Regions from separate parts of the Capsicum annuum genome. Here region 1 is linked to region 2. The links are chromatin contacts, called in public Hi-C maps. All regions are on one chromosome and are shown on one strand. Each heading gives the region's core, a stretch centred on a gene start, on an enhancer-like site or on the middle of the called end of the contact. The rest is flanking DNA. Distances are from core to core; before and after follow the strand shown. Region 1 holds the start of LOC107854433. Region 2 has its middle 22 kb from the start of LOC107856606.

Region 1 (5,665 bases), core at 1,795-4,294, 140 kb after region 2:
ATCATCAATATGATGCATTAATATTCAAACACAACATCTTATCCACATATGGACATGTTAGGCCAAAAATCTATGAGACTTAAACCCAACATTTTATCATTTTGATTTATTGAAACTCTAACCCAATATCTTATCCTTTTAGTGCAATGAAATTTGATTCACCGCCTTATCCACTGGAATTATAATAGCTTATCATATATTGTGTTGGATCATTAATTAGCAAACATATGTTATTTATAAAATTAATATAGGATAGTAGTACACATTATTGTAAAGCAGTATAGTCTTTTACCTTATATATAATATAATATGTAAGGCTATATATAAATTAGAAACAAAAATTGAGAAAGAAAAAATTCATCTTATTAGCCATATACTTTATGTTACTTTAAGAATCAAGATAAGAAATTAGTAAAATAAATCAGATTTGCAAATTCTGCATAAAGCAACATGCTCTCTAATTTCATGAGACAACATCCAAATAAAATAACACCTGTGTGATTAATTTTTTAAAAATACGAGATGATTATATATGATGGATATATTTATATTCAAGTTCAATGGAATCAAAGAACACTCTTTAATAGAATACTTATGAACAATAAAAGGACTCCATTCTTGGGATTATGATAGAGTTGAAATTTAACCAACTATTGAGAGAGAAGATTCACTATCAAGATCTATTTTGCTGAGTTTTAATTGCAAAGTCTCGTACTAATAACATGTTATAAATAAATATCAAACCTAAAGAAAGGAGGCTACTTTAGAGAATTTTAGTAGCCGTTCGGCCATGAAATTTTTTTATTTTTTTTCTAAAATTTATTTCGCTTTAGTGAAAACAATTTGTGTTTGGTCATGAAAATTTCAAATACAATTCCGAAATTGTATTTGGAAAAGTGAAATGTTTTCACTCATACTTCTCTCACAAACTTACAAAAACAACTTTCATTTATATTCATGGCCAAACATAATTCCAACTCCAACTCCAACTCCAACTTCAACTCCAACTTCGAAAAATTATGATTTTCATGGCCAAACAGGATCTTAGTAGTACTTTTGTTTTACTACTTGGATCTATATCAAAATATACAGGATGACTATATATAAATCACCAAACTTGTACACTAAATATATTAAGCTTGACATCAATTTAACGGTTTAACTAATAACTCTTATCTCTAATTAATAAATTTTTTGCATATATATATATTAGTCTTAGTATACGCGCATTTCAATTAGTTCAATTTTATAAAATCACTTCGATGTCTATCTTTTGGCAAGAAGAAGTTTGTATTTAACAAATAAATTTAGAAACCACTTTGAAGCAACTATCAGTATTTGACTTAGTTTTTAAAGTGTTTTTAAATGTATTTTCCTCAAAAATACTTTTAGAACAAAATTAGATTCTTTATGTTTTTTTAATCCAATCACTCACCCTTGGTTGTTTCGACCAAATATGAGCCCTATACCAGAATCTTCAATTTATCAACTTTCTGATAAATAGGTGGAAATGAGTTCGGGTCCCCTTGAACCTAAGGTGTTTTCAAATATATACTTAATTTAATGTATTAATCTAGGCTTTATAATTAATTAATTTTTCAATGTGTGCTTTAACATAGCAATTGCATGTAAATGATGAATATGATTAATTGAGTAACAACTTAACAATTTAAACTCAAACTAACAAGAAATTTTCTAACCTGTAAAAAGAAAAATGTCAAAAATTGACCTCATAATCCTTTGCATGAGGTATTAACATACGTTATAATTTAATACATGCCCACATCCACGAAAAATTTCAATCGTTCTATTAACCAAGCACATATAAATATAAATATTTTTGTTCACAAGAAAACAAATCTGAAAATCACAAAATTGAAGATGCATTCAAAAAATTACAGCTCTAATTCATAAAGTCCTAAAATCAAAAATATATTCATAAACCTAGAAAATTGTTGAACTTAAAGTTGAAATAACATGACATTATGTGGCGCTTACATTACAAATATTCACAAAATAATAATTCATAAAGTTCTAAAATCAAAATATATTCATAAACCGAGAAAATTGTTGAACTTGAAGTTGAAATAACATGACGTTATGTGGCACTTACATTACAAATATTCACAAAATAAGATTACAAAGAAAACTATAATCAAAACATTATAAGATTTAATATGCTTTAGTCAAGTGATCTGCACATATCAAAAACTAATATTACAAACATAAAACTTAGAGAGAATAATCTCTTCAAACAAAATTCTTTACTTGTAGATGTATTGTATTATTTGTAGCAATAAAGAATTCTCAATTTATAGAAGTTCAAATTTTTTTTTCCCTCCCAAAAAGGATTAATCAAATATGAAAGAAATATTTTCAAAAAAGAAATATTTTTCATAAGAAATTTTTTTTAATTATGGTAGAAAATTTGAGCTCGTCATAGTTATCAAAGTACTATAAAAGGAAAGTACTGGGAAACAAATCAAAGAGGCGTACGTAAATTTATTTTAATTATGTTTACTCATCATTATTTGATAATCATGTAATGAGAATTTAATTCGTGTTTGACTAATTTAATTCTTTTAGCATTATATATCCTAAACCTTCCTTAATTAGAAAATTCATAAACTTCAAAAATAAATATTTTTAGTGTACGATTAATTAATATGAGTTTGAAAAGAAATCAAGTAGAGTAATATTTTAAATTTATCATATATTTTGCTTTTTCGATGTTTTTAGGACTCTTTAAACTTTTAATAATTAAAGGAAATATGTAAAAAAAATAATTTTGATAAAGGGCAAAAAATTTAAATCATTTTCTTCTATTCACAATTTTAATATATTATAGATATACATGTGTGTATATATATATATATATACAACGGTGATAAAATAAAAAAAAAAAAAGAAGGAACTCATGGATTTGCAGAAGTGGGTGGCAGCTAATTGTGGACAAAAACAGTCAAACTACAGTAACGAACGGATGACAAAAAGCGACAAAAAGAAAAATATAATAACAGAATAAAAATTTGCTCATTTAAAACAAATTCAACAAATAATAAGAAGGAATCTAAACTCAGCTGGCAAAACCAAATAAAGTTGGCGGGTAATAATACATAGTACAATCCAAACAAAATAATCTTATTTTTTTAGTTGTTGAAAAGGTAAAAATGCCTTTTTTGTCTACAAAGCTAGATACTAGTTTTTCTTTTGGGTGAAGAACACAAAAATATTTAGTTGTATAGGAGTATTAAAATCCAAAAAAAAGATTACTTTTCTTTTTTTTTTCTTTTCTTGTTTTCATCATTGCTGTCTAAAGCAATTAAGCAAAAAGCCACTAGATAATAGTGCAATACATGGAATTTAACTACAGAAATTAGTTAATGCCAATGATTTTATGATTTGGGGTTGTTGTTTAGTGACTGGAAATGGAGAATTCTGTTCAAGAAATGCATCAAACATCACCTGAATTTGATTCTTCTGCTCATTCTAATCCAGTAAGTCTCCCTCTTTTCTTTTTATCTTTTTTTTTTGGGGTTTTGTTCATTTGGTCAGGGTGGTTGTGTGCATAAAGTTGCTAAAGAAATGGTTTTTTAAAAAAATAATTATGGGGTTTTCTTGAATTTAATGTTATTTGATGATTGGTGAAGGAAAGATGTGAAATTTATCAAGTGGTGGGAGTTGGAATGTGACAGATTTGATTATTTTTTCCTTTTTGATAAGTGAGTTTGAATGACTTGATGAAGTGGTTGGTTTGAGATTTTTATGAGATTTAATTACTTAAGCTAGTTTGGAGCTTCAATGGGTTCCTTTTGCATTTCGTTGCTTTATGAAGTAGATGAATTTAAAGGAGAATATAGTCAGTGAGATTCTTATAGCCGATCCTGACTTGTATGAGACTGAGGTGTAGTTGGTGTTTTATTCTTCTTATGAAGTAGTTGAAAGAAAAGAAAAGGAAACAAATACTCGTTGTGATGGTATCAAGGAGGACTGAAGAGTCTCTATTGAAGGTCTGAAGCAATCCTCCACGATACCATGCCAGTGTATAGATATACTGTGATATGTATGCCAAGAAGGCATAGAGTCTCATTTTGCTAATCTCTATTAGTATTTGTGTTATACTTGTCATTCAGTTTAGCATATTTAATCTCTATCCTGTGTTTGAAATATCCACGGCTCTTCAGAAGTAAAGGTTCTAGACAAAGTGATACCAAACTCCCCAAGAACACAACAACACAAACACCAAAATCAGTCCACTAGTTCAAGAACTATGGACCCTTTTGATGACCTCTCTCGGATTCGCAGGAAGAACAATAAGGGAAGTGATATCAAGAGTAAAATACACTAAAACAACAACAACATTTGATGAACAAGATGCAATAACAACAACACACGGTTACAAGACAAGAACACAAACGGATTACACTAGATATAGACAAATGATTACAAGAAAGTAAAGATAGATAGATAGATGGACAAAGGGATGGTATAATATTAACAACCCAAAAGCTTATTCCACTTTTGGACTTTTAATATCACACACAACCTAAACTATCTCTTACGTGACCTCAAGGGAACCAGAATTCCCAAGCAATCTCTGTTTCTAAGAAAATGATCAACACAAGGATTCCACCTTATCCAAGGATTCCACCTTGCTAAAGACTCTCAAAGAGGCTACAAAATATATTTTCCAAAAATCCCCCAAAAATGACCTAATGAGGTTCTATTTATACCTAGGTTAACTTATTACAAATGACTAAAAAACCCTTGCAAAGGGCGGATGAACAGTGAACAGTTTTGGAGCTTGTGGGACTTCTTCTCTACACTTCAAAGCTTGTTCCTTGGATGGGCAGCCCCCCGAGCTCGAATCTTGACGCATTGGACCGCGATCATGATTGTACCCGTATCATCCTCCCCTCCTTAGAAAGGATTCGTCCTCGAATCCGAACCTTGCAAAGCAATAGGAAGGGCAAGCAAACAAAAGTTCCTCAAGGTATGAGGGTTAGGATTAGTGTAATCAATCATAGCATCTTGCCAAGGTGGCTCAAACTTCACATATACCCAAACATCCCTCTTACCTGAATACCCTACCAAGGGAAAATCAACTAGTTTATCCACATAAGTGTGACAAAAAACAAGGAACAAGCGTCGCTTATCAAGTGGAAAACATAGACTCTTCTTGGAACAACAATTAGACTTGAAAGCCGAGAGAGGACATCCATACATTCCATGCACATTCAAGTCATTCCAAAAGACATCCTCATCACCATACTTTAAATGATCACCGAAATCAAATGGGTAGAGTATCCATGGGCACGGGTTGGGAATACGCTTCCTTACCCCAATACTACTACAATAATGATCAAATGTCCCCTCTATACTATCATGGTCAATAACAAAAACAACTAGAGGGTCATCCTTAGTCATTCGGCCAACATGTTCAACATCATCATTTTCACACACAAGTTGGTCTTCATGACTTCCATAAGACAATGTACTACCAGTTTCCACAATGGCTTCAACACTAGGTGAATCAACTAGTGTATCCACAATCTCAAGTTGTACATTATCATCACAAAAGGAAGGCACATTCGGCTCACTTAAAGACAAACTATCATTCACACTTAGTTGGCTATTATCCTCATTCACTAGAGTGCAAAAGTTA
Region 2 (6,099 bases), core at 3,487-5,986:
TTTTGATGTCTTCTAATAAGGAAAGGTTTTACCATAAATCATTTAATTAATTTTCAGCTCTTAGGAAAAAATAGTGAAATTCTGATAACTTCTAATAAGGAAAGATTTTACTATAAATATATTTAATTAATTTTCAACTCTTGAATATTAGGAAAAAGTAGTGAAAAAACAATTGTCCAAAGTGAAATTTTTTAATGAAGGACAAAAAGTTTAAACAACATTTCTAAGTCGCTTCACACTTTTAATATACTAGTTTAACCGCACGTGCCTTACACGTGTGACGTTTAATTATTTAAAATTAAATAATTTTGTCTATTGTAAAGATTTTTAATGAAGTGTAAAGTTCAAATCACTTTTCAAAGTTTTTTCACACTTTAATATAATAATATAAATAAGCATGTATTTTAGTTCACACACACACACACACATATATATATATATATATTACCATCAGAAGTTTCAAGTGGTTGATGGATTTGGGTTTGCCATATAGTCCCTCTTTCCCTTGCTACCAGAGGCTATGAGAGACACATTAATTTAAGGAAAAATTACATATATACATATGCTAACTTTGCCTTATTACATTACATCTCATGTTGAAAAAGAAATTACCAAAATCTCAAATTAATTACTTAACTCCCTACCTTTTTTACTTTCTCTCTCTTCCTTCTTGTACATTCCAACCAACCATATTTTGCTCCAAATTATGCTCCATATTTTTCTCCTAAAATCTTACTACCTTTTCTCTCCATTTATTTAGTATGCTATAATTTCAATTTTACCTTCCCTTCTTCCTCACCATTTCACTTCTCCTTAACCACGGATTCCACTTTCTCTACTCGAAATCCATAAATCCAAAATTATTTTTTTTTCTTTTTCAAAAAAAAAAATCAAACCCCAATTAATCAAATAAACACTCTCAATAACAAAACAAAATCAAATTGAAAAAACCCTTTGATTATTATTTTGCGTAATTCTTTTTTTTTTTTTTAATTTGAATTTTTGTTGAAGGAATTTATTATGTATAGATCTTGAACAATAATGGCTTGGAATGTATTCAGATTTTGTACGGCCTTTAAAGGACTGGGTCAATTATGAACTTGTTGGTGTTAGACGTTGTGGGTGCTTATTACGCTGTCTTTTTTACCAACTATGAGGGACGAAACTAAAGGCCAAAGCCAAAGAAAATATTTATTGGGATTTTCCCTTTCACTTATTGAATTTCCCTTTCACGTATTTGTTAATGATTAAAACAACATATTACTAATTAATCTAACATTATTTTCTGAACACATAATATGTTTCCTGTTATTTACCTTTGCTTATAAGTGGATCTTACATTGAACTAAAGATTAATATGTTTTAAACGTATGTATTACATAACAGCATACATGTTGTAAAACGTTTATTTCTTGTAAAAAAATTACAGAAATTGTTAATATCATGCACATTTATAATGTATGATGCTATATCATACATTGATACTAATGTATGATCAAATATTATACATTCGTAAGTCTACTGGAATGTCACAATTTCACTATACATTGCTTTGAATGTATAACAACTTATTATACATTCAAACATTTACTGGAAAGACACACATTTATTATACATTGATTTGATTGATTTGACTGTATAAAAACATATTATACATTCGTAAATTTACTGGAATGATACTGTATATAATTTTTTTTTTTTAAAAAATTGAATTCAGTTAAATTTCGTTATTATATTTCTAACCTTATACATGTTAAAAACGTATAATGCTATATCATACATTTATTACACATTAACTATTAATGTACAATATTTTAATATACCGTGTGTTTCAACAATTACTTACTCCTATAGAGGGTAAGTTACATAGTTAATGCGCATTTATAATTATATTCTAACTTCGAGTTATATGGTTACGAACTATGATATAGGAAAAAAACATAAATTTTTTATACTAATATAAATCATTGATTAAAGAAATTAACATCTATAATCAATAAAAAAATATATATTACTTGCTCCAGCATTCACAAAAAAAAACTAATAAAAAATGTTTATACAACCAAAACCATTCAAAGCATCCGCACATAGAAAACCATATTATATTCTTCATGATTCCTTTGGAAAGAAATCGCAAGTCCTGCAGTTGTGATCGACTCGTCCGCATTTATCGAAATTACTATTGCGTCACTTTTGTATGACGTATCATTAATTTCTGACTCCCAAATTTCAAACGTAACAATATGGGGATATTCATACTGATTTTACTAGTATTGAGGAACGTACATAGAAGAAGATTTTAGTAGTTTTGAAGAACGGGTGTAGAAGAAAGTAATTATTTTTTGGCTTTTCAAATCGTGAATCACAGGAAAAAATAAATTATTTATAACAAAATTTTTAAAATTCAAATATCAGTTACATGTTCTATCAATAAATGACTTAACGTTGACTAATTGTTGCCTTTAATTAAGGAACTGTAAAATAATTAAAGATTTTTTACCTTAAATATAGGATTAGCTGTTACAACATACATTCGACCAATATATAATATGTGACCGAATGTATGAGTATGTTTGCAAAAAAAGGGAGAAAGAAAACAAAAAAAGAAATTTTGTGTAATTATTTTCATTCTCTAGGGGATTTATATTGTTTACACTTAATGTAAACCATATTTGTGATACAGTTATTTTTTTTTCTATATTTAAAATCTTTCCTTGTTTTTAATTCAAATCTTTACAAAATCATTGATTACATTCTTATTACATACTTAAAACTTTTAAAAATTTGATACTTCTTAAATTTTTCTTATTCTAACGTTTTTATATTTATTTTAGATTTCTCAAATCTTCTTAAAGTCAATTTAGTTGATTTAAAATTTTTAAACTAATGAAAAAAGTAATGATTGTCATTAATAGAATTCTAATAAGGAAATGTTTGAACATAAATATATTTAATTAATTTTCAACTATTAAATATTACAAAAATAGTGAAAAAATGATTTGGTCTAAAGTAAAGACTTTTAATGAAGGGCAAAAAGTCCAAATAACATTTCTAAAACCCACATGCCTCGCACATATATAAAAAGTTCGAATCACTTTTCAAAGATGTTTCACGCTTTAATATAATAATGTAATAATATGTATTTTATTATAAGCACACATACAATGTCTCTCCTTGACTGCTAGAGGCTAAGAGATACGCATCGATTTAAATCATATTTATAGTACAGTTATTTTTTACTATATTTAAAATCTTTCTTTCTTTAAAGTTAAATCATTAAAAAGTTGATTACATATTTTTTACTTACTTAAAACATTTAAAAATTTGGTACTTTTTACACTTTTTTTTATTCTAATACTTTCATATTTATTTCTAAATTTTTTCGTATCTTCTTAATATCAACTTTAATTTATTTAAATTCTTAACCTAATGGAAAAGATATTAGTTGTCATTAATTCTCATGACTTTTAATAAGGAAAGATTTTACTATAAATATTTAATTAATTTTTACCTCTTAAATATTAGAAGAATAGTAAAAAGACAATTGACTTTTAATGAAGGGCAAAAAAATCAAACAACATTTCTAAGACCCTTCACACTTTTAATATATTATTATTATTATTATTATTATTATTATTATTATTATTATTATTATTATAGATTATAGATTATAGATTATAGATTATAGATTATAGATTATAGAGTATAGAGTATAGAGTATAGAGTATAGAGTATCATCTCCCAAAATCTTACTATGATAAAAGTAATTCTTAATAGTACATCAAATATAAGTGAGCCATTAAAAATTTAAAAAGTGACCTGGGTAGACTCTTATTTTATAAGTATATGAGATTAGTTTCACTCATATTTGTAGACAAAGATTGAGATTTAATTGTGAAAAGCAATTAGTATGATCTAGAGAATTAAGCCAATAATCAATTCAATTAAATAAAAAAATTTACAATCAGAATGTTAATATTAGAAAGCTAAATTTTTATAAAAATAAAATTACAAGTTACTTCTATGCCAACACGAAAAAATGAACTTGAAATATATGAGATTAGTTTTACTTGCACTTGCTGAGAAGAGATCAAGAATTGATCATGAAGAACAATTGTTAAAATCTGAAAAATTCAACTAATAATTATTTCGACCAAACAAACAAAATTGCAATAAAAAAAATTGTTTCTCCAAATTTACTAACGGAAAAACATACTTAACTAAAATAAAGGTATGCAAATAAATTCGTTATCAAGGTAATAAGAATAAAAGTAGTATCTTACCATGAAAATAGAAAACAACAATAAAAGTAGTATCTTACCATGAAAATAGAAAACAACAATTGGACTGAGATTTGAATGTGAAGAGCAATTGTTAAAACCTGAAGAATTGAGTCACTTGATTCAATGATACAAATAAAATTGTAATAAAAAAGTTGCATATCAACTAAACATTTATTCTTAATACTTATACAATTATCAGCGACATCTATATTCACACAAAATAATGATTTTTCAAAGAAAGCCTCAAAAACAAAAGTTTAAAGAAAGCCAACTTTATACTCAAAATCTCTAACAAGCTTTTTGAAAACCTATATTTAAATACATAAACTGCATTCACATAATATATTTTTGAAAACTATAAAAATAAGAACGAAAAATATGCATAAGAACCTTTCTCCATTGCCGCAGTCTTCATCTGCAAATAAAAAAAAAACAAAAGTTTGAATTCAAGATAAAAAAGAAATAGGAAGCAATCATAACTGAAGCTGTAATACTCTAGGTTAAATAGGTTTGGTTAAAACCATTAACAATCCCAAATTAGATTTTGGGGAGCAATATAATGAAAACGTGGAAGTGAAATTGAGTTTCAACGGTTAAACCCATTAACAATCCCAAATCGGATTCTTTTCATATATTTTAAAAGGTGTTTTTGGACCAAATCGATTTTAATTGGAAAAGATTTTTTTGCTTATTAATTTTGGACCTTTACTTCCGCCTATTTTATTTGGAAAAGGGAGCTTTTACCTTTTTTTTTTTTGGACTGAGCCTAATTTAGTTGGGAAAGACTTGCTTTTTGTCATTTTTTTTTAATATTTATATCATAAATATAATAGAAAAAAAAAGGTGAAAAAACGAAAATATCTATTGTGAATTATTTTAATGTAGGGTAAAAAGTTCAAATCACTTTTATAAGGATCTTCATACTTTTAATATATTATATATATATAGATTATAGATATAAATTATATATTATATTATATATTATTTATTATACATAAGAATTGTATCAGTTTGGTATATGAGCCACTAAGACCAAAATGACTCAAATTGGGAAAAGATCATTTAGTGGAATTAAAATGACCGACCGGTCACTCTATGTCCAATGACCCAAACATGGGTCAATTATTTTGAGATGAATCAACCTCTGTCATTTTCTCTGATTCATATTATGTAGATCAGTCCATTCGAAGGTAAATGCTGTATAATTCGACGTCACTTCCGTTCTTGTGTTGGTTATATCAAAGTTATACTTCACAGTTTCTCTCTTTTGTGTGAAGGAAGATGCAATGAAGTTCTCGTAGGGCTAATTTATTTTTATTGATTTATGATGTTTGAAAAAGGATACATTTGAATTTATATTCAAGATGTGTATCAAAGTTTAAATATTTGAATATTAAATAATTAAGATTGTCTATATTTTTGACATATGAATATATAAAATTTGTCTTTATCTAAAATATTAATAGATGCTGTCCTACTTTTTTTTCTTAGTCTGTTTTTTTTTTTTTTTTTTATAGTAATTTTTTAATTTTAACTTTTCACATGACATATTTATGATTACTAGATTAAAGGTTACTAGGTATATTTGACATATCTTTAATTTAAAACTACATAATTCAATAATTTTCCTAAACTGTATTAAGTCAAAATAAGACAAATAAATTAGAAACAGAATAAGTATAAAATTTAATAAAATATAAATTTAGTCAAATACTAAATCAATAAAATATTATAAATCTATTTTATGACAGCTGATTGTGGTGTTGAGTAACGTGATGGTTGTGGGTGTGATTGAAAATGGCGTTGATGAATAATT

Evidence for each region. Hi-C and Micro-C count contacts between places; a contact is called where the count stands out from the background.
Region 1: a Hi-C map of leaf shows a contact between it and region 2, with 4 times the contacts expected there. The contact joins the promoter of LOC107854433 here to the enhancer-like site in region 2. A contact is called at or near these places in 5 of 5 Hi-C or Micro-C datasets (bud, leaf, pericarp and 1 more).

The regions. Positions count from the first base shown.
Region 1 is chr7:126,136,635-126,142,299 of UCD10Xv1.1, forward strand. LOC107854433 reads left to right here and starts at 3,045. Exons shown (of 8, transcript XM_047393709.1): 1 at 3,045-3,497. The coding sequence starts at 3,429.
Region 2 is chr7:125,995,960-126,002,058 of UCD10Xv1.1, forward strand. No RefSeq gene overlaps it. Among protein-coding and RNA genes, the nearest start is that of LOC107856606, 22 kb to the left of the region's middle. Within about 2 kb of position 4,737, at least 4 of the 5 cell types and tissues checked have an H3K27ac peak or open chromatin away from gene starts, as enhancers often do. A contact at or near this core is called in leaf and pericarp, where this site is marked.